Regions from separate parts of the Mus musculus genome. Here all the other regions are linked to region 4. A link is a contact called in public Hi-C and HiChIP or PLAC-seq data. All regions are on one chromosome and are shown on one strand. Each heading gives the region's core, a stretch centred on a gene start, on an enhancer-like site or on the middle of the called end of the contact. The rest is flanking DNA. Distances are from core to core; before and after follow the strand shown.

Region 1 (4,017 bases), core at 1,423-3,922, 470 kb before region 4:
TTAAATAAAATAGTAACTTATACGTTTTATTTTACCATTCCAACTTAATATTAAGTGATTAGTGAGTAAAGGTAGCGGAAGAGAAGAACAGAACATCTGGATGCCCTTGGCAATGAGCAAGTTCCCAGGTTAGGTACCTAGGACTGCAAAAGCTTCACTTTCTGGGACATTCTAATTCTAGGACACCTCTGTGGGCTTTGTCACCCATTTCCACTAATGTGGAAGGGCAGCACTGGACTTCTGGGGCCTCCTGCAGTGGAGGGTATGGGCATGGGACTGTGTGTGGCCCTGATGCAGCAGTCCTCCCTCTGCTCAGGCAGAGCTGAGACTGTGTGGGGCCCTAGGACTGACCACAGTCCCCAGCGCCACGCTCTCCGTGTTCCTTTGGTGATGCTGAAGGAGATCAACACCTTTCCAGCTCCTAAAAGATGCTGGCTGTGTGCAGGTGAAGACTCGCACTTAAGGGGAGCAGTTCCTGCTGGTGGTGGAGAGTTATCAGATTAAAGTGTTTGGCATTATGATATCTTGGACATTTCTGGACCATTGTTTCTGAGAAATTTAATTGGTTTAAAATAAATATTATCTATAAAATAATTTTTATGTGAACATGGACAGGTTCACTTTCTTCTCATCCATGTGAGCGAATAGCAGTTTAAAAAGCAAGTGTTTTAAGACGTTTCGTATAAATATCTAACAGCAGCATTAAGTACCCTTGATTCACACTTAGTTTATGCAGTGCTAGGAATGGGATCCAACCCAGGGCTTCCTGTGTGCTAGACAAGCACACTACATCCGCAGCTCTTGATACATAGAATTTTAATCATCCATCTAGTTGTTAGGAAACTCTGGGTTCTTTGAGATTTATAGACTGAGATATGTAATATAGACTTCAGACTTTCTTTGTGTTGAAGTTATTTTACACAAGCCAGGCCAGCACTTAGAAGAGACTAGTCTTGGCTCTCACTGGAAATAGCTTATGGCCCCTAGAACTGCTGAACTTGGTATAGGGGGGAAAAAAAGCCTCAAATTCAGCTTTCTTCCACTATAGAACTGCATTTAAAACAGTTTACCATCAGGAGAAATCTTTAGTTTTTGGTTAAGACTCTTAAATTATATTCTATACATACATTTATATGCATGCCTATATTAATAAGGCCCATTTTCCTTGGCAAAAGAGGTGCTTTTCAAGTCTAAGATAATTAAGAGTTTAAATTTTCAATTCCTAAAACATTACAAATAGATGTAAATCCATGATGCTTGTGTTTGGGTTCTGAGTCGTGCTGTAAAGGAACCAGTTTGTCATATTCTACCCAGAGGTAATATTTACACCTACATCTACAGCATTGATGCTGAAAGTTTGTGGAAGTCATCTAGACGGCTGACAGTCTGAGGCAGATGTATGACCATAGCTGTGGCATCCGTGGCTATACCTTAATTGTAAAAGCCATGTGACCATCTGAGTATCAAAACGCTAATGTCTGCCTACACCCCTGATCCTCAGTATGTGACTTCATGGATACCAGATGAATGTCAAGGAGATAGGTCAGACAGTCAGTATGTGACAGAAGGCTGGGATGTGTCTGCAGCAGTTTCCTGAGGTGGTCTTCCCTCAGCTAATCAAGTGGGCTGCAGCATCCACGCATGTTGCGATGCCACAGGGCCTTCTATTCCTCCTCAGTCTTCAGGAGACACCCCTGCTCTTCATAGCTAACCTGTTCTGTATGCAGCAGGCAAGGGGACAGTGCTGGCTGCAGGTGCTCTTCTACAGATATGGCTCCTGCTTTTTGTTTCTTTCTTTGTTTGTTTGTTTGTTTTAAATAAATTCAAATTAGAATCTCCATTCACAGAACTTTCTAACATTAAATGTTAAAGGTAATTTAATCTTAGAGAAAAGCTCCCTCTCTTTTCAGACTGCAAGATCGATTCTTGAGACCACGTTGGTCTCCCTAATTTATGTAAATGTTTGGCTGTCTACCTCCACTTAGAGCTGTTAGAGTTTTTGCTGATTTGCTTGGCATGTCTCCAACCAAATAGTCCATTAACATTCCAATCCTTTCCCAATAATTGAGACAATCAATTTACATAAAACAAGGCACGATTATAATTTTATGTACAATTTAAATTCTATAGAAAATAATCAGTGCAATAAAGAGGGACACTTATTTTGATGCAAAGGGGTGTTTTTATAGTCAGTATTAAACAAATCTTTGATGTTTTCAGACTCCTCCCTGCATTCTCTTGAATGGAGTGCAGCTCTGTTGCAGATTCCAATGGAGGATCGAGTGAGGGCCGTGGTGCTGCCTGCGTGGTAAACTGTGACTTCTTCTCAGAGCCATTTATTTAATGCAGAGTATGGGCACAGAAGATGGTAGCATGTTTGCTACTTGCTCCGAGCTACTTCTTGTGAGACGGACAGGACAGTCAGCAACCGCGCGCTGAGCTTTGTTTGTCTTTCCCAGCCTTAGTGAACCGGACACAGTCATCTTCGCCTGCTGCCATGGACCAGGGCTTGTATGTTGAATTCTAAGAAAGAAGGTGAAGGGAATTTGAAAACTATGTGTAACACGGGGCAGCATCCCGTGTAGCATGCCTTTGTGTGGAAAGCCATTCCAGGGAAAGCCTCAGACCCCAGCCAGAAGCCTTGCAAAGCAGCCTGGCAAAGCTGCGGCTCTGCCTCAAGCTACTGTGGTTCTTCTCCCTTCTGAGTGCTTAAAGAGGCTGGTGTGTCAGTCAGCAAATCTAGAACACTGCAGAAATATTATTATGAAGAATGCAGTAAAAAATAATGACAAGATAGAAAACAAATCCTGTCAGAGAAGGGATATATTTGGCCTCCACTTGCTGTGTCTGTCTGTTTCCACGAATGGTCCAGAATAGAAACCGGATGTTTAAAATCGCCCTCTCTTCCTCTCGCATGCTCTCCCCCTCCTGTCTCCCTTCCTCTTCAGTATTAGTAGGCTTACTATTTTTATTATTTTTTATTTATATTCCTAGTTTTCAATATTTGCCATTTGTGTGGATAACACATTAATTTTTAATGAAATATTTTGAGACTCTTAGAATAGCTGAATTATAAAAGAAACTTGAAATGTATATAGACTCCAGGCAGCATATGAATTAATATCCCATGGGGTTAGTTTGCTTCTGCGTGAATGGCAAGTGGCGGTGCTGGAGGATGGTGGGAGGTTAGATGCAGGGCCGATGTTTGTGCAGAGTCCAGTTGGCAATGATGTCAGCATAGAATGCCTTTAAGGTGCTGCTTTAGTTGGTCACTAGTGAACGAGATGTTCACTTAATCTGCTCTTAATTTCCTTTCTACCTAAAAACCCATATTTTAACAAGCCTCACTGCTGGGCAAAGCAGTTCCTGTGAAACTTGTATGAAATGCTCTGTTGTTATCTGTCTGTCCAGATTATTGTAGGCAGGCCTTGTGAGGTGTTGCTTCACACTGAACCCGACCTAACTTCAGTTTGCTTCTTTTTGAGAACTAAAGACTTGATGGAGGTTTCTTTGGTAGCTTGTTCCCTCTGATCCATCAGGTCTCTGTCTTCTATGGCTCCTGGATTTGCATCGGAGCACTGTCCTTGCGAGTCCAGCCAGGGCTGTGGCTGTGGCTGTGGCTGTGGCTGTGGCTGTGTTTGGGATTCGTTTTAGAGTTTAAACTGAGACAAGTAGTTTCATTTTGTTGTTGTTGGGTTTTTGTTTTTGTTTTAATTCTTTCATTATTATTAAACAAAAGTTTTCGTATATCATTAGAGCCTTAAGATATAATAAAGTAGATTCCTTTTCATTCTCAAACAAGTATTTTATGTTGAAAACTTAAATTTCATTTTAATCATTTTATATAGGTGGCTAATTTTGTATTTTCTTCTTAATGAACATTTCTAAATTATTTTACTTTCCTCCACTTTACTTACTGTCAATAATTTTTATATTCTCCCCTAAATATTTTTTATCTACTCTGTGCCTCTCTTGTGCTCCTGTCTCCCACACTCACTCCTCAGCCCTGTTCTCAGT
Region 2 (3,595 bases), core at 48-2,547, 290 kb before region 4:
ATTCCTACAGAGTTTTAAAGGGGAAATTTAAAAACTGAGGCTCTCTCTTTTAGTCATTTCATTCATACTGCTATTCAACTTTTACCAAAAACTGAAGTATTCTTAAAAAAAAAAAAAAAACTTGGAAAACCTCTATATAACATCACTGTATCATTCAATTATCTGAGATGAAAGGAAAACATTTGAATAAATACACTTACTTCTACATATGTACCTAAGAGGATTCTAGATATTCAAAAATCTAAGACCTAATGCCACAAAAGGCCAAGGGGGGAAAAAAAATCAACTCATTAATGCTTGATGAGGATTCCAGCCATTAAAAGACACAAAAACAAAGAGAAAGAATATTATTTTTAAAAATAAGGCCAATGTAACTCACACCTCCTCTCTCTCTGTCTCTCTGCCTCTCTCTCTCTCTCTCTCTCTCTCTCTCTCTCTCTCTCTTTCTTGCAGCACAGGGAACATCTGGGTTTAAAGTTTTATAGAATTACTCAAGAAAATAAATGTGATATTAAGTTAATTAAGTTACTCTAGTAGTAAACTATAGAATAAATCAACCCACTTTCAAATGATAGTTTTAAGTGCTGCCCAGTTAAATTGTCAGTGGAATCATTAAGAAGATGGTAACTGAACTAAAAGATTACTAATCAAAAGTTTTTGTTACCAGTTAGAAATTCACATCAAACATTAATGAACTGGGTTTTCTACTGTCTTTGTAGAAAAGTAAGAAAGTTTATATTGCCATTTAAGAAAGTTTTTTTTTAAAGCTTAGACGTGAACAAGAGAAGGAAGAGGAAGTATTACACTCCTAAACTAATTAACAAAATCAGAGGAGGGGGACATGCAGGAAAACAATGATAATTAGTATGTACCCTTGGTTAACCAAATGCACACATACATTCATTCTGTATATGCACAAACATCAGCAGCATCATAAACCGTCTCCAGCTCTAGCTATTATTCAGTTCGACATCTGCACATGTTTATGCGTCTCTCCAAACAACCTCTTGAACACCCTGCTGGAGCTGTCATTTTTTTCTTCTCCCTATCTGGCAGATGGCAAGTCAACAATCGGCATCAACAGCAGCCGAATATCTCCCCCTTTACCGCCCCCCCCCCAAAACAGACACAATAATAACTTCTTTGTGCTTCCCTACAATGCAGCTGCTTAAACCATTTCGTTACAAGGCTGCTTTGCCTTAATAAAAAAAAAAAATCCCTTCTGTCAAGTCTAAAAAGCAGCATAATGTTAAGCAAGCTAAAGCCACAGCACAGCTGCAAACGGGCAGACACATTGACAGCTCCTCCCTTAACAAAGCCCTGTGAATTGAAGGGGTTCATCTGAGGCTCACACAGTAATTAGTATAAAAAAAAAGTCCGACAGCCTCTATTATGCTAAGGAAAAAAAAAAACTGGACAGAACTGGGCTGCTGTTTTGCGTCAAGAGTTCTGTTGCAGAGTAGATAAATCATGTTGGGTTTTTTTCCTCTCTTTTTAAAGACAGTAATAAGGAGGATGAGAGAAGCTAATTTGAAAACTTGGACACAGTAATTGTACCATATGGTGAGCATTTATCCTTTCTGAAATGCACGCTAACAGTCACTTACATGCATACTGCTTTGTTTTACAGTTGTTATTCTCTCTACCATATTCATAAAATGGATTTGAATATCTGATACCAAGAGAAGTTTTGTGTAATTAGCAACAGAACTGCCTAGGTTTAATTTATTGGCCTAGCACAGCAATCTAGTAAAATGCAAAACAAAATTAAACAATGAGTCCACTTTGTAAAGTGTCTTTCTTAACTCTTAAAAAAAAAAAACTTAACAAATACAAGTTCATTGAAGTGTTTTTAAGTTGTTAGTAATTCAGAAAATTCCAACAAAATAAAGTATGATAGTGGATAAGATTTCTACAGCAACCTCAGAGATAAGGCCTCCATGAGAATGACCTTTTACTAATCTCATCTGTTTAATTTCATTAATGCACATAGAACTCTCACTCATACATATTAGTAAACCTAGAAGAAACACTTCCTTCTATGTGCCCTAGAACTGTTTTGTTTTGTTAGAAATTCTGCTATTACATAGTACTGTGCCAAGCACTGTTCTAGACTGACAAAATACAGTATAGAATAGTTTTCTCACTCACTCACTCACTCACTCACTCACTCACACACACACACACAAATACATATATAATTTATGCTTGATATGTATAAACTATAAAAATATAAATAAGCATATTTATGCTTAGATATAGATACACTCTAATATTTTTGTCCACTTCAAAATTCTTTAACATCTCACTGCTTAAAAAAAAAAGACTTTAACAGCATTAATAAACTGTTATCAAGCTCTAACATCCAACTTTTCTTTTGACAAAAAAAATAAAAACCTAGAAAATTATGTTCCATTAGTTTACTGGTTTAAACACTGGTAAATTTACTTTAATGGGATCAATGTTCCTCTTCAGATAGTGTGTTTACCTAACTACTATCATCTATGTTCTAAACACATACTATTCAACTAGAACTCATGGGAATCCTCAAAGTTTCTAGGGAAGTAAAAGCAGCCGTCTAAGCGACTACAATTTGCTGCAAGTATCCTTCTGATCAATGTGGGGGACATTTAAAGTAAAATTTTTAAAGAAACATTATTCCAACAAACCTCCTCCCCAAAAAACTCTAACTAGACTACACTTTGAAATATATTTATCAGTGATAATACTATCCCAACACTCTAGAAGATTTGGCCTATTCTAGAAATTAGACATAATTATAGTCAGAAGAAACAAGGAACTCCATCCAGCAAATACCAACAATCAATTTCTATAATGCATTTCTACCTTGGCTTAAAAGACATAAAATTTATCCTTTACTACTGTATAGTAGCTTCCCTTAATGATACTATTACTGGGTCATACAATCATCTCTGTATATTGCTTTACAGTTTATTAAACACTGTCAAATATGAATAAATCTTAAAAGTTCATTATGTTGGATTACCACTGGTTTGTTGTTTTGTTTGGAAAATACTCACCAGCAACATTTGTGATCCTGTATATTTTCTATATTGGTAAATACAATTACAGTAACAAGATCAAGACAGTATTTGGTATTATACAAAAAAGGTATAAATCCACTAAAGGGATAAAATGACTTCCTTTCTAAAAATATACAAAGAAACATTATATAATAACTAATCTAGTATAATTGAATGTCAGAAAAATGAATAACCTTGTTTTAAAAAACATGTTAAATGCCCTACAGTGGGTAGAAGGAACTTATAGAGCTCACTTCCAGCAGGAAGACAGCACATCGGGTAAGGGAGGGGGTTGCCATCCCACAGTCAAAACTCTGACCCATAATTGTGCCTGTCTGAAAGAACTGCAGGGATGGAAATGGAGAAGAGTCTGAGTAAAAGAAGATCCAGCAACAGGCCCAAAGTGGGATCTAGCTCACGGGGAGGTCCAAGGCCTGACACTATTACTGAGGTTATGGAGTGCTCACAAAAAGAGACCTATCACAACTGCCCTCTGAAGGACTCAATAAGCAGCTGAAAGAGTCTGATATTTGCATTCAACCAATGGACAG
Region 3 (3,684 bases), core at 989-3,488, 320 kb before region 4:
CTCTTCATCTACTATGTATCCAATGATACTATACAGTGTCTATGTCAAATTCCTATATAAAAAAACTATGATATAATCCTCTAGGTACCATGTTAGATACTAAATGATCAACAGACTTTTAAAATTTAATTATTCTGAATTTTCATAATTCATATCTATCTAGACAGTTAATGACCCTTCTAGATATATAAGATAAATGCTAAATCTAAATTTCTCTCTCCATATGTTTTGATTTAACCCATGAACTTATTTGTCTCCAAATCTGAAATCTGACTCTAACTTCAGCCATAAAGATCATTTGGGTGGTTTTAAGAACCATAATTTTCTATTTTCAATGTGAGTAAAAAATAGGTTAGATAGGAAACATTCATTTAAAAGAGGGGCAGCTAGGAGTGTAGAAATCCTATCATTTATAAAAGAGAATAAAGAAAAGTTTTGGAAAAGAGACAATTTCAGGATAGACCAATATTTGCAGCACATAAGGCAGACTTGTAGGAGGAGTTTCTTGAGACAGGTGCTGGCATACCCTGCTTCTCACCATACAGAATAAGTAGGGACCTTGCAAACACAGGATGAACCTAAAGACATCTGGGCAGTTATTCACTCTTCCATAGAAGAATTTTTCCCTCTTTGAAGTTTAATAATCTAAGAATTCAGTAAAAAGATATAAAATATCAGAGACCATGGCTAATGGACAGAAAAACTACTTTACTCAAAGTACCATGTGACAGTATGTGTTTGTAGTGGTATTTTTCAACTCAATGTGCATGTATTTCTCAACAATGTCTTCTCAATCTATGACTAACAGAAATGAGTCATGGTAACTTTTAATTTTTAGTTATGGTTATACCATCCTTAAAAATAATTCCTAAATTACATTTCTATTTCACTGCTTTTTGAAGATAACTTCATTCAGAGTCCATATTTGATCTGATAAACACAAATTAGAATAAAGGTCAAATGTTGTTATCCACATCCCTTAGTACTTTATAAATTTCCATTCTACATGCAATGGCTACTCAACAATGTAAGTAATGATTTTTATATTCTAAATCAATGAAAATTGAAGATGAAAACGGTATGCTTGCATAGATTTTAAATATTCTCCAAAGACACATTTTAAATGTTTGGCATTTAGTCTGGAGCTCTTGGGAGATGGTAGAAACTTCATGAGATGTGACCTGTGTCTTTTGGTTATTGGTACCATATCCCTGAAGATTGTTATAAGAACCTGGTCCTTTCTCCTTTTGTTCCCTGGTCATGAGAAAAAACATTTTACTGTGCTACTTTTTCACCATAAACCAGTACCTCACTATGAGCTCAAAGCAAAAAGATTAACCTCTAATGCAGGAAACCCCTCAAACTAGGAGCAAAAATAAATCTTTCTGCCTTCAGTGGCTTCTTTTATGCATGTTTTCACAACAGGACAAGTATATAATGCACTGACTAACATAAGATCCTAGTATGATGGGAGGGAAAAGAATAACATTTAAATGACAGCAGAGTACTGCAAGATTTTTTTTTTATATAAAAGAATCATTCTTTTTAATTATGTGTATGGAGGGTATGTTCCAGTGAATGCAAGTACTCATGGATGCCAGATGTGTCACTCTCCCTGAGTTGGAGTTATAAGCAGGAATGAGTCACCTGACATAGGTGCTTGGAGTTGAACTCAGGTCAGTATGTATGCAGTCTTAAATACTGAGCCATCTCTTCAGCCTTGAATCACATAGTTTTAATCCTGGTATTTAAATACCATTATCTAGGAAGATAACCTTAAACAAATCACCGACTCCAAAGGCTTCATTTTCTTATCTAAAAAGGAGAAATTTACATAGTATGCGTTCAGATATTCAAGAATAATTATTAAAGTCATAACATGTAGACTCTATAAGATTAAACTATTTTACCTTGAATAACTCAGACGAATAAGTAAGACATATTATTCATGAACCAGATAACCAAGAAACAAGGTGATAAACATACACACATATGCACCAAACCCCAGTTTGAGGAAAGCAGAAGAATAGTTTTAAATGAATCAATGAGGAAAAGAAATTTTAAAATTAATTAGACAAAAGAAAATTACACAGGCAAATAGAAGATGAGGACCTGCCAACCAGAAGCCAAGACAAAGAGCAGAAGAGCAGCAAAGTTTTCACGGAGTTATAAACAGCTCAGCACTGCCGAAGCAGAACTGCAGAGCCGAAGAGACATGGAGCAGGAGCTGAAAGGAGCGGCCAGATTGAAGAGATCCTAGTATGAAACATTAAGGAAGCTGGATGCCATCCAGTAGGCAATGAAGATCCAAGGCAGAGTTTTCCTGGGGAGAATGGCATAGTTAAGATGTAATTTTAGAAAGATCCTTCTGACAGACAAGTGAAAGAACATGAGTGGCACAGACGAGACGCAGAAATCTAGTTAAGAGTATGCATCAAAGACTAAGAGAGTGAGTCATTCCAGGAAAATAGTTCGAGGCATACATAATAGGTTCGAACATAAGAATAAAATCAGCAGAACTAGGAATGGATTGAGAGTGTGGTAAAGATGTAAAGGAAAGCAAAAGAGAGGGAACAGACCAAGATTTCTACTCAAGCAGAGACAGAACTCAAACACTGAACAAAGGAAAATAGGCAACTGTCTTGAGGTCAGCCTAGGAAAAGTAAAGGCTAAAAAACACATAGGGTGGCAATAATTTTCAGTGAAATTAATATGACACAATTCTCAGGAGAGCAGCCTGGTCTGAATACATGAAAAAGTGGGAATAAGGCACACAGTTTGTAACTAAGGTTTTATAAACAATATAATCCTGTAGATTCAGGCGTAATGTACAAAGTGTGAAGTCCTTGGCTAGATGTTTATTAAATACCAAATTATACTTCCTGCAAATAAGAACACAGAGGAACCTGACAGCACAGAGGGCAACACCATTCCAAAAGTTTGGTCAGTAGAATGAAATGCAACTCAAAGCCAATCCAGAAAACAAATTAAAGCTGAGCTTAACAAAGGATTTTAGCCAAATGTGTTACCTTGGCATTTGAGGAAAACGTAAAAGCAAGAAGGCCATTTTCAATGTTTTCTTGCTTGTTTCCCCTGAGCCAGGACTAAATCTAGTAAAGACTTTCTGACTTTCCTTTAAAGCAGGTCTTAGTCTCTCCTTTGACAAATGTCTTTCCTATTTCTGAAACAATCTTGAACTCTGAAGGTTTCAAGAGAAAGTTCTCAACTAACAGGCCATGTTCAGTCCTTTCCAGCCTATTACCATTATATTACCCATATTACCTATCATATTTTCCCATGATTATCTACTTTTACATTAATACACATGTCATAAATGTCATCATGGGGGATGATGAAGTAGGAAGGTCTCTGTTAGGTTGAAGCCAGCCTATATGACATGTTCCAGGTCACTCAGGACTATAAAATGAAACTTTGGTGGGAGTACCTACAGCACAAAAACATGTAAGTCTTTGAGTCTTAGTTTCCAAAGTCTAAATTAAATAAAATTAATGCTAGACAGATGTCTACATATATTTTCTTTTGTTTATAATGTCCTTAGCCATGATGCTGACATAGGAAGAAAAAAATGTTGACTTTCCATCACCACTAAATATGAGGTGGCCACTAGAGAAATCATCAAAAGTAGTTTCAATCAAATAGTAGTTAAGTGGTATATTTAGTGAG
Region 4 (3,839 bases), core at 741-3,240:
CAAGAGGTTTGTTAACCCCTTATTGTTAGCTTTTAATTGGTGAAACATGGCTTTATAAATATAAACATCTTTTTCCTTTTATCCTCTTGAATTCTCCATGAAACATATAGATTTCTTTTTATGTTTCTTTCTTTTTCTTTCTTTTTTTTTTTTTTTTAAGTATTTCATTCATCTAGAATACTGGTAGGCACATGAGGTGGCTCAAGCCTTTAATCCCAGCCCTTGGGAGGCAGAGGCTGGCAGATCTGTGTGAGTTCAAGGCCAGCTTAGTCTACATGTGAGTTCCAGAACAGTAAGGACCATCTAATGCAGAGACCCTGTCTCAAACAGCCAAATCAAACTACAACAAACACCACCTGTAAACTCCCAAAATGTCTAAACAAATTGAGAGTGGGTCTTTCTTCTGGGAAGCACGGGGGGGGGGGGGGTAAGAAATTCGGGTTGAATCTGAGGATGCCCCTGAGGCCCGCCCTCCCCCCCCCGCCCTCCCCCCCCCCCCCCGCCCCCATCCATCATGAGGATTTAAGAGATTTGAGGAAAGAGTAGAAACCATTACTGTTTCCAACAGAATATCAAAGTTTTGGGAACTTGGCGTAGTATGTGTGTTCATTAGCAATTCAATATGTCTGATTTGCCCACACAATTACTTTCAACTTCTTTACTAGTTTGTCCTGGAAGAAAGAGAAAGCAGATTTTGCTCAGCTGCAAGGTTTCCTGGTGAGTTGGTTAGCAACCAGGCTTGCCAGTCAGCGTTCACATAGCAAACAGTAAACACATTTCATTTAGACAATTACTAGTGTGTTGACTTCCTCGCTATGCACTTTTCTTATTGTCTTGAATCATTCTCTCCCCTGCTTGTTACTCAACTTTTTACTTGTGTGTTATTCTTGCCTTCCATTATCTTGAGGGCAGAAATTTTCTACATTTCCTCTTTGCTGGTTAGGCACAAAGAACAGGTAAGGAAGAAGTTTATCTGAAGGGAGAGAGGTGCAACACAAAATAAGGTCTCTCCCTTCCTTACAAAGCCGTGGCTCCTTACGCACCAATTAAGGAACAGACTAAAGCGTCTACAAGTATCAATCTCACTGGAAAGGTCTAAGACTGGTCTCGGGGCAGTGTCTTTGCTTGTCACGGAGAGTACAGACGGGACGCGGGGATCGTGAAAAGAAACGCAGCTGCAACTTGAACAGAGGACGCCGGGGAAAGGCGCCTCTCACAGCCGCTAGGAGCTTGTAGCTCGCATGCACCTGGCGACCGACTCGGCAGGCCGGAGGCGGCGCGTCCCTGAGGAGAACGGGGCCTGGGCGAGCACCGCAGGAGGGCCAGACCCAGCGGCCCCAGGCTGGCCCTGGCCAGCTGCGGCCCCGCGCGCTCGGCCTCCCCGGGACACCTGCCCCGAGAAAAAGTATACTTATGGCCGTCGCGGTGCACGCGGACTCGCTCGCTCCACACCCCCAGAGCGCGCTTGTCTCCAGCCGGGAAGCAGGCCCCTCCCCGCGCAGCTGTCGCCGCCGCCTGCGGGCTCCTTTCACTTTCTCACGGCCAAGTCACCCAGAGGGGAGCCACTGCCGCCGCTACTGCCGCCGCCGCCGCCGCCGCGGTCCGCGAGCTCCGCCCCTCCCCGAGAAGACCACGCCCACCCAACAGTCGCCGTCTGCGATTGGCGCGCGCAAGCGGCAGCTCCTGACCGCCACTCCTATTGGTCGAGCTGCCCCGTCAGTCCCGCCGCTTCTCCGCCCTCCCGGAACACCGCGCTTCTACTGGGCGCCACCGAGGCCGGGGGCGGGCCAGAGACCGGGGCCCGCCGCTTTCGCTCAATCGCTGAGCGGCCGGCAAGGGGCGGCCCGGTCGGGCGGGGCCACATCTGGGCCGCGCCGCCGCGTGCGTGCGTGTGCGTCGTCCGCCCCCCGCCCGCGCCCCGCCCGCCCCGCCCCCCGGCCCGGCGCCGCGCTCGCCCGCCCGCCCGCCCGCTCCCGCCCGTGCGTCTGGCAGGCTGCGGCCGCCGCTGGGCTGCTGCCATGGGGAGCCGTTGAAAGAGTGGGGCCCTGTGGCTCGGCCGCGCGCCTCAGGCTGCCAGCGCGGGCGGGGGGCGGCGGGGGCGCGCGGGGCCCGGGCCGGGGCCGGCGGGCGGGCGGGGGCCGGCGGAGGACGCCCACAAGTCCAGCGGCGGCGGCGGCGGCAGAGGAGGAGGAGGAGGAGGACGCGGCGGGGACGCGGCGACTCGGGCCGCTCCGTGTGAGTCCCCGCGCCCGCCCTGCCCCGCTGCCGACCGTGGGCTCCCGCCGGGCGGAGTTAGTTAGTGTGGCGGAGGGCAGGCGGTGCGGGCTCGCCTCGCCTCGCCTGGCCGCGCTCCCCGGCCGGTGCAGCTGCGGCGCGGGGCGGACTCGGTGCAGCTGCGGCGGCGCCTCCCGGTGCGGAGGGCGGGCGGGCGGGCGGGGGAGGGGGCCGGGCCGCCGCAGCTGCAGCGCCCGGGACGGCCGCGGCTCCGGGGCCGGTGCAGCTGCAGGGCCGGGGGAGGGGGAGGGCGCGGCGCCCGGGTTGCGGTTGCCGGGAGGCCCCGGGGGCTGGCGCGCGGCGGCGGCGACGGGGGAGCGGTCGCCGCGCCGCTTCTTGCGACTTTTCTTTTGTTGTTGCCGCGACCGGGGTCTGTTTTCTCGGCCGTTGTGGAAGGTGCTTTCCTGCTGCACCGGCTCTCTGCCCTGCACCTTCTTCCCCGTGGTTTCACCCTTCCTCTTTCCCTGAAGTGCTTTATGCACCGCGAACTGCGGGAAGATTTGCATCTCCTCTCCCACCCCTGAACCTCACACACACACCCGGGGCACCCTGCCCCCACCTCTGAAAAACAAACCCCCTAACCTCACAGAACCTCCGAGGGTCCGCGGTAGCGGTGGACGGGTCGATCCGTGGAGTGGATGTCTTCGGGCCATTGCGGTGCTTGGGACTCATTAAACTGTCACTCACCCCCACCACCACCCCACTGGGTAAACTGGGTGATTAATGTCGGATATAGTGGAATGGGGCGAGGGCATCTGTGGAAAAGAGGGTGTGTGTGTGGCAGGGAAGTAATGTGTCTATCTGCACAGAGTGCCTCCCGAACGAGTTCAGAATTGTGTCATTCACCGCGAAGTTAGAGAAAGTTAGGTTTGTGACTCGTGAGCGAGAGCAGAACACAGTTGGGGTTTTGTTCTCTAGCTCCCTGCCTCTGTTTTCTAAGCGAGCCTAAGTGGTTGTCGCCTGGGTTGGGACGCTTGTGCCTCAGGCCCCAACTTCTTTTTTCTACTCTCCAACCTCCCAAGGGTCGGTGGAGATGTGTCTGATATTCATAGATGTCGCAGCACCTTGCAGGGCACCCAGCGACCCAGCCCCGGTTACATTAACATTACATCAGCCATTAGAAAAGATCCACAAACTGTAGCCAAAAAAAGTTCCCAAAGTCTACACTTGGCCTCCCAACCCTCCTGGTGATCACAACCCCTTTCCCCAAAGTTATAGAGACCAAGGGCAAGACAAAAGTGACTTTTCTGAGCAGGAAGACAAGCTGTGTGGTCAAACAACCATTCTAAGTGACTGTAGCAGGTTTTGTCAGTTTATTAATTTGCCTCATTGAACTAAAATACTTTCCAGTATTTCAGAAGTGCAGTTTGAGTTTGTTGATGCTGAAAGTGGAAATTTGCACTAACGGTGGCAGTGTGAACTATTTTCCTGAGAGGTAGATCCAGATAAATTGCTTAGGTAAGAGTAAAACAATAAGGTGAACCACGCTGAAGTAATAGTTCTTAATAAGTCTGCCAACATTTCGGAGATGTCTGCCATTATCTCCGCAGGGGAAGGGGGAAAAA
Region 5 (3,589 bases), core at 76-2,575, 430 kb before region 4:
CAGTTGTGGTGGCTCCCGACACTCCAGGCATGTCTGGAAGCAGAACCCAGGCACCTCCATTTATACGCTATTGGGGTAATTTGTAAAGACAGAAAGAACCTCTTAGTTTGGAATTGTAGCCAGAAACAACTCCGTTTGAAAACCTTGGCCAAGGCATCCATGGCTCTCCTGAGCTTCTGTCCTCATCTGCTGCATGAGAATTAAGAGAACTGGGCATGTTAGGGTAGTGGTTTGCTCAGTGGGATCTTAGGAACTTGGTAGCCTGAAGTGCCCCATACTTGAGGTCACTCTCTCCCCTTCCTGAGAAGTTCCCATGGAGCCAGCAGTGACACCACCATCTCTACTGTGCTCAGGGCTCAGTGCAGAGTCCATCTCCTAGAGGAGGAACTGGATTTTGGTCATAACCCAGGTCTGTGGGCAGGTCCAAGGGAGATTTGGTTCATCAAAGTCCAAAGTCACCAGAGCCACCTTTGGTAACTAGGCTATTGTGACATATGATGGACTGGGATCTATGGCATGGTGAGCTTTGCCTTTGGACTAATCACCACCCTTTTTTTATGGCACACACAGATCTTAACATGGAACACGTATTTTTAGAAGCCTTTTCCTGAGTTTTAAAAGCTTGAGAATTTCCAAATTCACTGCACTTAAAAGAATATTGCAGGAAAAAGGTCTTCCTTTGCCAGTGGCAACACAAATGACTTGTCTACCCCTTGCTGTCTGGAGCATCTCTGATGGGGCTTTTTTATATTGAAATTCTACCCTGCGTGTTATTTTAAGATGACCACGGCGAAAGAAATTTGGCAGAGGTAATGGCTCCCTGTTGCAAATGCTGGGAGCAGTTGGAGGTTTTGCAAGCTCTTTGCACAGTCTCTAACCCAGTCCACTCTGGCACAAGTGTTACACTGGTCTCCATGTGCTGGCACTTGGTGGCCTGGGACTAATGTGAATCATTTTTTTGCCCAAAATAAACCTGAATTGTAAACTGATTTTTAAATGTGGAATCCTTGAAGTAAGCAAGTCAAAGTTTGACTGACTGTATGTATCTGGTTGGGGAAGAGGCTCCTCAGCGCTATGGAGGGAAAGGCTGTGCTCTGACCTGTCTCCACCTGGACTTCTGGGCATCTGAGGCTTATAGATGCCTTTGTGTCCAGTGTGGCAGTGGTGTGGCTGAAGGCCTCCATTTTCTCTGCCTGGATGAATTAAGCATAATAGCTTAATTTTGCATGTCAAACTCTGAAAATCTCTGTCTGCTCAGAACGCAAAAGAGAGTGGGTATTTTCTGACCCAGACAGCTGCTTGGGAGCTTAGTCACGTCCTTCAGATTGGCTCTATTTCCTAAGCCCTGGCCTGCTCAGAGAAAGAATGGTGGCCTCCAACAGGAAATGCCTTGTTTCTAAGCCTTGATTATTCTAAATGGCTTCTGTTTAGATTTGAGTCACACACAGTCTCTTGCCCATGAAGGGAACCTGTCCTGGTTGTAAGTGACTATGTACCAATGCCACTTTGGGCTGGAGAGCTTACACAGCTGCCATGTGGTAGGAAAGTGACTATGCAGGGTGCAGGGTAATCCTCCAGCTGGTTTATAGTATGCTCCTTCCTCAGGATTGACTAAAAATGGTGGCTTTCCTAACTTCTTCACTTACACTGGAAGGATGTGGACATGACCGTGCTGTCTTGGTCTTACCCTGGCGGTAGCCCTCTCAGCCTGACTCTGATATGAGAGCTGGACTAGATCCCTGTTCTCTCTCCTTGCCTGACTTGCCAGAGATGCCATAGTGGTAGTGTGGAGGTGGCTTGTGGGTAAGGACCATGGGGCCCAGGGGCAAGGCTTGACTGGGCAAAGCTTGGAGCAGAGTTGGGGTCAGAAGCCTAAACCCAAAGAGTAACATCTGGCCAGGAAGGGTGGGGCCAGCTGGCGAGGAAATTGTGGATTCTGTTCCTGGGGAGGATGGGTCTAGGAGAGGGAAGAGAACAGAAACGCTCTGTCCAGTGGGAGGGCTGTTTCTTCCATCAAGATGGGCTTGAGTTACTTACTGGGTAATGACTCTGGTTTCAGCTGCCTGGCATCCTGCAATAGCTGTCACCCTGAGCAGCCTGCCTGTTCAGTCCTCAGCATTCAGTCTGGGGAGGGATTCCCTTTGAGTCCCTTCTTATGAATCACTCACAGTTTAGAAAACAGAGTCGGAAGCTGCCGTGTCAGTGGTTAATCAGTTGGCCCTATGACTTTTAAGCATTCTTGGCAGAGAATGTACTTTCTAATTTGATTTAAAGTTGTGCAAGGATCGAGCAGCCATATGTGATTATATTCAAGATCATCGACATTATCTCATTACATCCAAGGACTCATTGAATAGAGTTGAAAATAAGCATGAGAGGCAAATCCTAGGGAGGGGTGGAGAGGCCTGCTTGTGAGTAGAAGCACACACAGGATTGAGTCTGGAGATGGGCAGCTCAAGTGAGGGTAGCCCAGACCCACTGGCTGGTGGGGAGTGGAGAGACAAAGTGGGGATCTAGAGATGGTCACTCTTATCTTGTCCTTTCTAGAGCCCAGGGGCTTTGCCTAGCTGACTTCAGGGCCCACACACAGTTAACTACCTGCAAGACAGATGGTGTCTTATGAATGGAACAGAAAATAGACTAAATAAAATAATTTACAAAGCCTCCTCCTGAACCAGGATTTTTTGGAAAGAATTCTAAATAGATGAAAACAAACAATTTGATTTCAACCAAATTGTTGTTTTTTTGTTTTTATCCTGATTTTCACCCGAATTGTCAGTCTCAAAAATAAACACTGATACATTCCCAGAAAATATTTTTCAAATAAAAACTGACTCTGTTAAAGTTTGCCCTGATTCTTTCAAAACTGTGTACAAGACACTGTCAACCAAAGTGACTTGCATATTTTTTTAAATCAACTTGAACATATGCAGCTACGATGTCATTAACTCCCTGCTGCTGGGTGTTTTTAGAGAATGACATAAGACCCTGGGCTGCATTTCTAACATAATCACGGGGAAGTCATGGGGACCTCCCCAAGCAGCTGAAACAGCACACAGCTTAGCAGTTCATCTAGGCGCCTTGTTTGCCACTAATACTGAGGAGCACACTAGACTTCACCTAAGAGGCCTGTTCTAAGAGCTCCCTTTGTCCAAGGCTGTGTACTTCCAGAGTAGGCATGGTGGGTAAAAAATGTTGAATTTTACATTGCTTCAGATGCATTGCTCCTCTTTCTGCTTTCTGAGTTAGACATTATATTTTGCAATATAAATTCACAATCAAGTTTTTAAAGGGAGCTAAATATTTTAATCCAATTAGACAAGTGAACAAAACACTGAATATTACATGCAGTGGAGATAAGTGGTTCTTGCCTTTAAAAGACTGCAATTCCGTCACATTACAACCCCAAATGTCAATGTTGTCTTCATTTGTAACACTTTCAAACACAAGGCAGCCAGAGGCTCCACTCTGCTGGTAGTGACACTGTCTGTCCTTTGGGAATTCTTAAAATTTATTTCCCATGGAAATATGATTCACATAAAACAAATACCTGCCCCTTTGCAGAGAAAGTGGTTGGGAGCCAAAATAA
Region 6 (4,023 bases), core at 838-3,337, 490 kb before region 4:
GAGTGATCTGAAGCACGTTAGCACCGTGCATGGCAAGAGTTACAGAGCAAAGCCACTTATGTCTCATATTGGTGGGTTATTGTTATTTCTAGAAAGTGAACAGTATTTACTGCTGACATCCCAGAACACATTTCTGACAAAATTAAAAGAAGAATGCTGCTTGTTAGCCAAGAAACTGGAAAAGGTCTCACTAAAGAGCAGGTAGGTGATTGGGTAACATTGTACATTGTCTTTAGAATATTTTTATTTGATAGCTAAAATTTGGCTTTAAAATTGCATTTTTACTCTACCGTAATTTATTACTAAAATGTGCCATGCATTGATATAAGTTTTCTGAGAAACCAGGTATCTCTGTGTGCATATTTTTGTGATTGTCCATCTAGACAACCTTTCTGTCCCAAGGAGGGACTCCGGGGCCTTGTATGGTAAGCAAGCACACTGTTCCCAAGCTACTCCCGCAACCCAACTTAGATATTTTTTTTCATGGTTATGTATACGTACTTGGATTTTTATAGTGTTTATAACTTAAAACCATGAAAATCAGGAACAAAGGCCAAGATAACCATTAGCATAATAAAGGATACAAATAAGTCAAGCAGTTCTACAATCTTCTGTTGATATAGGCGATGGCATTTTAGTCTATTTCCAAGTTTTTCAGGAACACACAAAAGCTGTCTTTAAGGCCAGTCATTTGGGACACTGAGGAAGAAAACACGCTTGGTATAATACATTCTTAACTTTCACAGCAGCATACAAAAGTAATTAGGTTTTTTTTACATATGAATAAAAAGCATAATCATTTGAATAGCTTGTGGGTAGGAGAGTTAGCGGCTTGGCCTACGTATTGCTGTTACACAGTGTCTAGAGTCTTTCTTACAGCCATGGTGATATTTATAGTTGCTGTTAAAGAAAGTTCAGGCTTGCTGGATAGAGACACATGCACCTGCAGTGGGGAAGGCAGGAGAATTTCCCGAGCTGAGCCGAGGAGTCCTAGGCCAGCCTCGGCATCAGAACAAGAGTCTGCCTCTTAAAAGAGAAGGAGAGGAGAGGTGAGCATTGCAAAGGCTAGGGAGGGAAAATTAACCTTTAAATTCCTGTAGAAAAGTAGACATTCTTGGGATGTAATTGTTAGACCGAGAGCTAGGGCTAACCTGTAACATGTCTCTGGGCCCTTGCTTTCCGTCTTTAATCTGCCTCCCAGGATACTAGTCTAGTGAACTTGAACCTCCGTACCTCTCAGGCCCGACTGCTACTTTGTAAACGAAACATGCTCCTTCCTATCTGACACATAGATGGCACCCAATGCATATTTATTGAATGAGTGATAAATGAGTGGGAAAACAGGTGTGCTGCTATCCTCCACATGCTGGTCTGACTCCTGGTGCCAGCCTGTTCCTTTGTGGGTGACAAGCACTGTTCAGGAAAGAACTCTTTGGGATTCAGAAGGAACCAGATTAGAATCTTGGTTTGTCAGTCATTTTATTGTACATGTAACCTTGACCATGTTGCCCGGTCTCCTTAAACCTCAGCTTTGTAAAAGTGCCTCTAAAGTCATGTTGCAGAATGGTTATAGGATTTAGAAGTACATTTAATGACAGGAATGAGAAACACAAGTATGCGCTCGTATACACACACACACACACACACACACACACACACCCTTTGACAACCTCAGGGTGTTGGTTGCAGGATTTACACCACACCCAAAGCCACAAATGACAAATGCTCACATTTGTAACATAAAACAATGTAGTAGTTATATAGAACCTGTTCATATTTTCCTACGTATTTCATTTTTTAATTTTATTTCTTATTTTTATGGTGTTAAAAATGAGGCCCAGGACCTAATACTTGCTAGTCTAGTAGCCCAGCACCGAGCAACACCCTAAACCCTCTCCCACATAGTCGAAATTCTCTCTAGGTTACCTATAGTTGCTAATACGATGTAAATCTATGAGATGAGTTATTAAACTGTACTGGGTGGAAGCTAACCACAGGAAAATACTCGTGCTCAGTATAGACCCAGCATTCCATCTGTGGTTGGCTGGGCTGCAGAGGAACCCACAGCTGGGGAAGACAGCTGTGAGCCCCCGGCACAGTGCTTGCTCACCCCACATTAAGGAACAGGGGCTGATCTATCAGCTCATGCAAACTTCACTAACTGGGCAAGATATGAGTAACATTTTCTAATGGGCAAAAGTCTGTGATGAAAATATGTAGGGCTAAACAGAACCCAAAAAAGGTGGCGCTCACAACTTAGTGGGTCAGGCTGTAACACCTGGTTCTGAGTCTGAGGGATTCAAATAGTAACATACAGAATTCTCTTGAGTTCTTCAAAGCTCAGGCCTTCCAAGTAGTGAACATGCCATGAGTTATATGTTTCAAAGTTGTTCTGTGCTTCACAAGATAGCAGTAGAGGCAGTGAGTGGCGGTTAAGGGCTCGTGTTTGTATGCTTTCGTTTCTCCTCAGTCTTGCCTTGTTCCCCCCACCCCCCAGTTCCTAACTTCACCCTCTCCTTTATGCCCATTTGACACTCGATTTGGATATTATCTTCTGATGTGAAACTACCTATACATCCCCAAAGGACCAAAGCATAATGTAATAAGACCTGTGACGTCTGTGTGCTCTGTGCCAAGCTCTTGGGTTAAGTCATTTCTGATGGCCTTTGAGGTTAAAAGTTCTCACTGGGGAAATTCAGGCTCCAGAGTAATTATTTAATCCATGTAGTGGTTTTGGTCCAGGCTATTCTCAAAGTACTATAATAAATCTTTAATAAAAATAAAACATGGGGTTTTTTGGTTGATAATAAAAAGATATTTCCCCCTTTCCTTGCTAAAATTTCTGTAAGCCTTTTTCGTTATTCAGAAGGCCACACTAAACAAATGGATTCAGAGCATTGAAAATGTGCTTTTTCACTTACAGATCTGGGCATTTGACTAGAACCATGAAGAGTCACTAGAGAAGTGCAGTATGGGTTCACCAGGCCCACATAGCCTGCTTCTGCTCAGGCTCCTTCAAGTCTGCTTTCTGAAAATGTATTGTAATTGTATGCGTATGTGTGCATGTGCATGCATGTGTGCATGCGTGTGGTGTGGTGTGTGTGTGTGTGTGTGTGTGTGTGTGTGTGTGTGTGTATTTCTCCCCAAGTAAACTGTACATCGCATTATGACAGTGAAGACTGTGTCTGTCTCGGAAGCCTTCGTAGCCATCAGCCCAGTACTTAGCAGTGTGAATACTCCATACTGTGAAAGTAGTGGTGCTTGAACCCCCGGGGGTTAGGAATGGCATGTCCCATTTTAAAATGAAGACTGACATCCTGGTTCATATCATGCATCTTTTATAGCTTGTTTTTAACCATCAGGCAAAAGAATTAATTCCATTTTGTTTTTAATTGGCACAAGGCAGACATTCTGGCTGGTTTTAGTTGAACATAAACTTTAGCTACCCATTCCCTCCACATTCTGGAGTACACTGAGAGCTTATATACTTACAAGGTTGCTGGGGGAGATAAATGAATATACTTAAATATCTTTGATACAATTTATTTTTCTTTGTCAAAGTGAAAGAAGTAAGTATTCTCCCTAGACATTTGGAAAATCCACATTAAAATGTTACAGGCACGTTTGCACTGTGATCTAAAACCTGTTCTGGGACAACCTAGGGAATTTTGGGTGCTGGCTAGAGATGAGCCGGAGCCCATGCCGACAGAGTCAGTGCATGTTGGAGATCAAGCATACTTCGGCTAGGTCTCAGCCCCCCTCTCCCTCTCCTTGCCTGCTAGAAGGACAGGAAGGAGCAGAGACCTGGCTCTGTGTGATTTTGCTTCTCTTCGTTTTCCTGTCATTGTGACTTGCTGAGTTGCTAGGCCTGTGGATTGATGTCTAGCACTGCCCATTGTGTATTCGTGATTTGCGTTTTGTAATTAAGAGGAACAATGGGAGTCCATGGGGTCTCGTTATATATAATGGTTGGTTTAATTTGTTTCACTTCTATCTTGTTAATTGTAAATTGATCATTAAGAT

What was found. A called contact is a pair of places that touch in the nucleus more often than the background predicts. HiChIP or PLAC-seq counts read pairs in DNA pulled down with a chosen protein or histone mark.
Region 1: a contact with region 4 is called in an H3K4me3 HiChIP or PLAC-seq map of the 230-238 cell line, with 11 read pairs. The contact joins the enhancer-like site here to the promoter of Zbtb18 in region 4. A contact is called at or near these places in 8 of 39 promoter capture datasets (the 3T3-L1 cell line, the C10 cell line, embryonic stem cells and 5 more), 1 of 484 Hi-C or Micro-C datasets (forebrain), 13 of 115 datasets of contacts at active chromatin or transcription factors (the 230-238 cell line, embryonic basal ganglia, embryonic forebrain and 10 more) and 5 of 9 other capture datasets (adipose tissue, embryonic tail, liver and 2 more).
Region 2: an H3K4me3 HiChIP or PLAC-seq map of embryonic forebrain shows a contact between it and region 4, with 4 times the contacts expected there. The contact joins the enhancer-like site here to the promoter of Zbtb18 in region 4. A contact is called at or near these places in 12 of 39 promoter capture datasets (the 3T3-L1 cell line, 3T3-L1-derived adipocytes, the C10 cell line and 6 more), 3 of 484 Hi-C or Micro-C datasets (cerebral cortex and cortical neurons), 13 of 115 datasets of contacts at active chromatin or transcription factors (the 230-238 cell line, astrocytes, bone marrow-derived macrophages and 9 more) and 2 of 9 other capture datasets (adipose tissue and liver).
Region 3: an H3K4me3 HiChIP or PLAC-seq map of forebrain shows a contact between it and region 4, with 3 times the contacts expected there. The contact joins the enhancer-like site here to the promoter of Zbtb18 in region 4. A contact is called at or near these places in 5 of 39 promoter capture datasets (the C10 cell line, the HPC-7 cell line, cranial neural crest and 2 more), 1 of 484 Hi-C or Micro-C datasets (cortical neurons), 12 of 115 datasets of contacts at active chromatin or transcription factors (the 230-238 cell line, astrocytes, bone marrow-derived macrophages and 8 more) and 3 of 9 other capture datasets (adipose tissue, embryonic tail and liver).
Region 5: a contact with region 4 is called in a Hi-C map of myocytes, with 4 times the contacts expected there. The contact joins the enhancer-like site here to the promoter of Zbtb18 in region 4. A contact is called at or near these places in 6 of 39 promoter capture datasets (3T3-L1-derived adipocytes, the C10 cell line, cranial neural crest and 3 more), 3 of 484 Hi-C or Micro-C datasets (muscle stem cells, myocytes and neural progenitor cells), 9 of 115 datasets of contacts at active chromatin or transcription factors (VIP interneurons, craniofacial prominence, double positive thymocytes and 6 more) and 2 of 9 other capture datasets (adipose tissue and embryonic trunk).
Region 6: a contact with region 4 is called in an H3K4me3 HiChIP or PLAC-seq map of forebrain, with 8 times the contacts expected there. The contact joins the enhancer-like site here to the promoter of Zbtb18 in region 4. A contact is called at or near these places in 10 of 39 promoter capture datasets (the 3T3-L1 cell line, the C10 cell line, HPC-7-derived erythroid cells and 6 more), 6 of 484 Hi-C or Micro-C datasets (CD4 T cells, cerebral cortex, cortical neurons and 2 more), 11 of 115 datasets of contacts at active chromatin or transcription factors (VIP interneurons, astrocytes, bone marrow-derived macrophages and 8 more) and 4 of 9 other capture datasets (adipose tissue, liver, macrophages and 1 more).

What each region holds. Positions count from the first base shown.
Region 1 is chr1:176,968,784-176,972,800 of GRCm38.p6, forward strand. All of the region lies in intron 16 of Sdccag8 (serologically defined colon cancer antigen 8), which reads left to right. Among named protein-coding and RNA genes, the nearest start is that of Gm15423, 30 kb to the left of the region's middle. Within about 2 kb of position 2,673, at least 13 of the 459 cell types and tissues checked have an H3K27ac peak or open chromatin away from gene starts, as enhancers often do. A contact at or near this core is called in the 230-238 cell line and pre-B cells, where this site is marked.
Region 2 is chr1:177,149,419-177,153,013 of GRCm38.p6, forward strand. All of the region lies in intron 1 of Akt3 (thymoma viral proto-oncogene 3), which reads right to left. Among named protein-coding and RNA genes, the nearest start is that of Akt3, 98 kb to the right of the region's middle. Within about 2 kb of position 1,298, at least 80 of the 459 cell types and tissues checked have an H3K27ac peak or open chromatin away from gene starts, as enhancers often do. A contact at or near this core is called in the HPC-7 cell line, cerebral cortex, cortical neurons and 7 more, where this site is marked.
Region 3 is chr1:177,124,548-177,128,231 of GRCm38.p6, forward strand. All of the region lies in intron 2 of Akt3 (thymoma viral proto-oncogene 3), which reads right to left. Among named protein-coding and RNA genes, the nearest start is that of Akt3, 120 kb to the right of the region's middle. Within about 2 kb of position 2,239, at least 16 of the 459 cell types and tissues checked have an H3K27ac peak or open chromatin away from gene starts, as enhancers often do. A contact at or near this core is called in cortical neurons and forebrain, where this site is marked.
Region 4 is chr1:177,440,361-177,444,199 of GRCm38.p6, forward strand. It overlaps Zbtb18 (zinc finger and BTB domain containing 18), which reads left to right and starts at 1,991. Exons shown (of 2, transcript NM_001355099.1): 1 at 1,991-2,235.
Region 5 is chr1:177,013,111-177,016,699 of GRCm38.p6, forward strand. The region is part of intron 17 of Sdccag8 (serologically defined colon cancer antigen 8); the gene reads left to right. Among named protein-coding and RNA genes, the nearest start is that of Gm15423, 74 kb to the left of the region's middle. Within about 2 kb of position 1,326, at least 111 of the 459 cell types and tissues checked have an H3K27ac peak or open chromatin away from gene starts, as enhancers often do. A contact at or near this core is called in 3T3-L1-derived adipocytes, VIP interneurons, adipose tissue and 3 more, where this site is marked.
Region 6 is chr1:176,948,189-176,952,211 of GRCm38.p6, forward strand. It overlaps Sdccag8 (serologically defined colon cancer antigen 8), which reads left to right. Exons shown (of 18, transcript NM_029756.3): 15 at 93-201. Among named protein-coding and RNA genes, the nearest start is that of Gm15423, 9.2 kb to the left of the region's middle. Within about 2 kb of position 2,088, at least 43 of the 459 cell types and tissues checked have an H3K27ac peak or open chromatin away from gene starts, as enhancers often do. A contact at or near this core is called in cerebral cortex, cortical neurons, double positive thymocytes and 2 more, where this site is marked.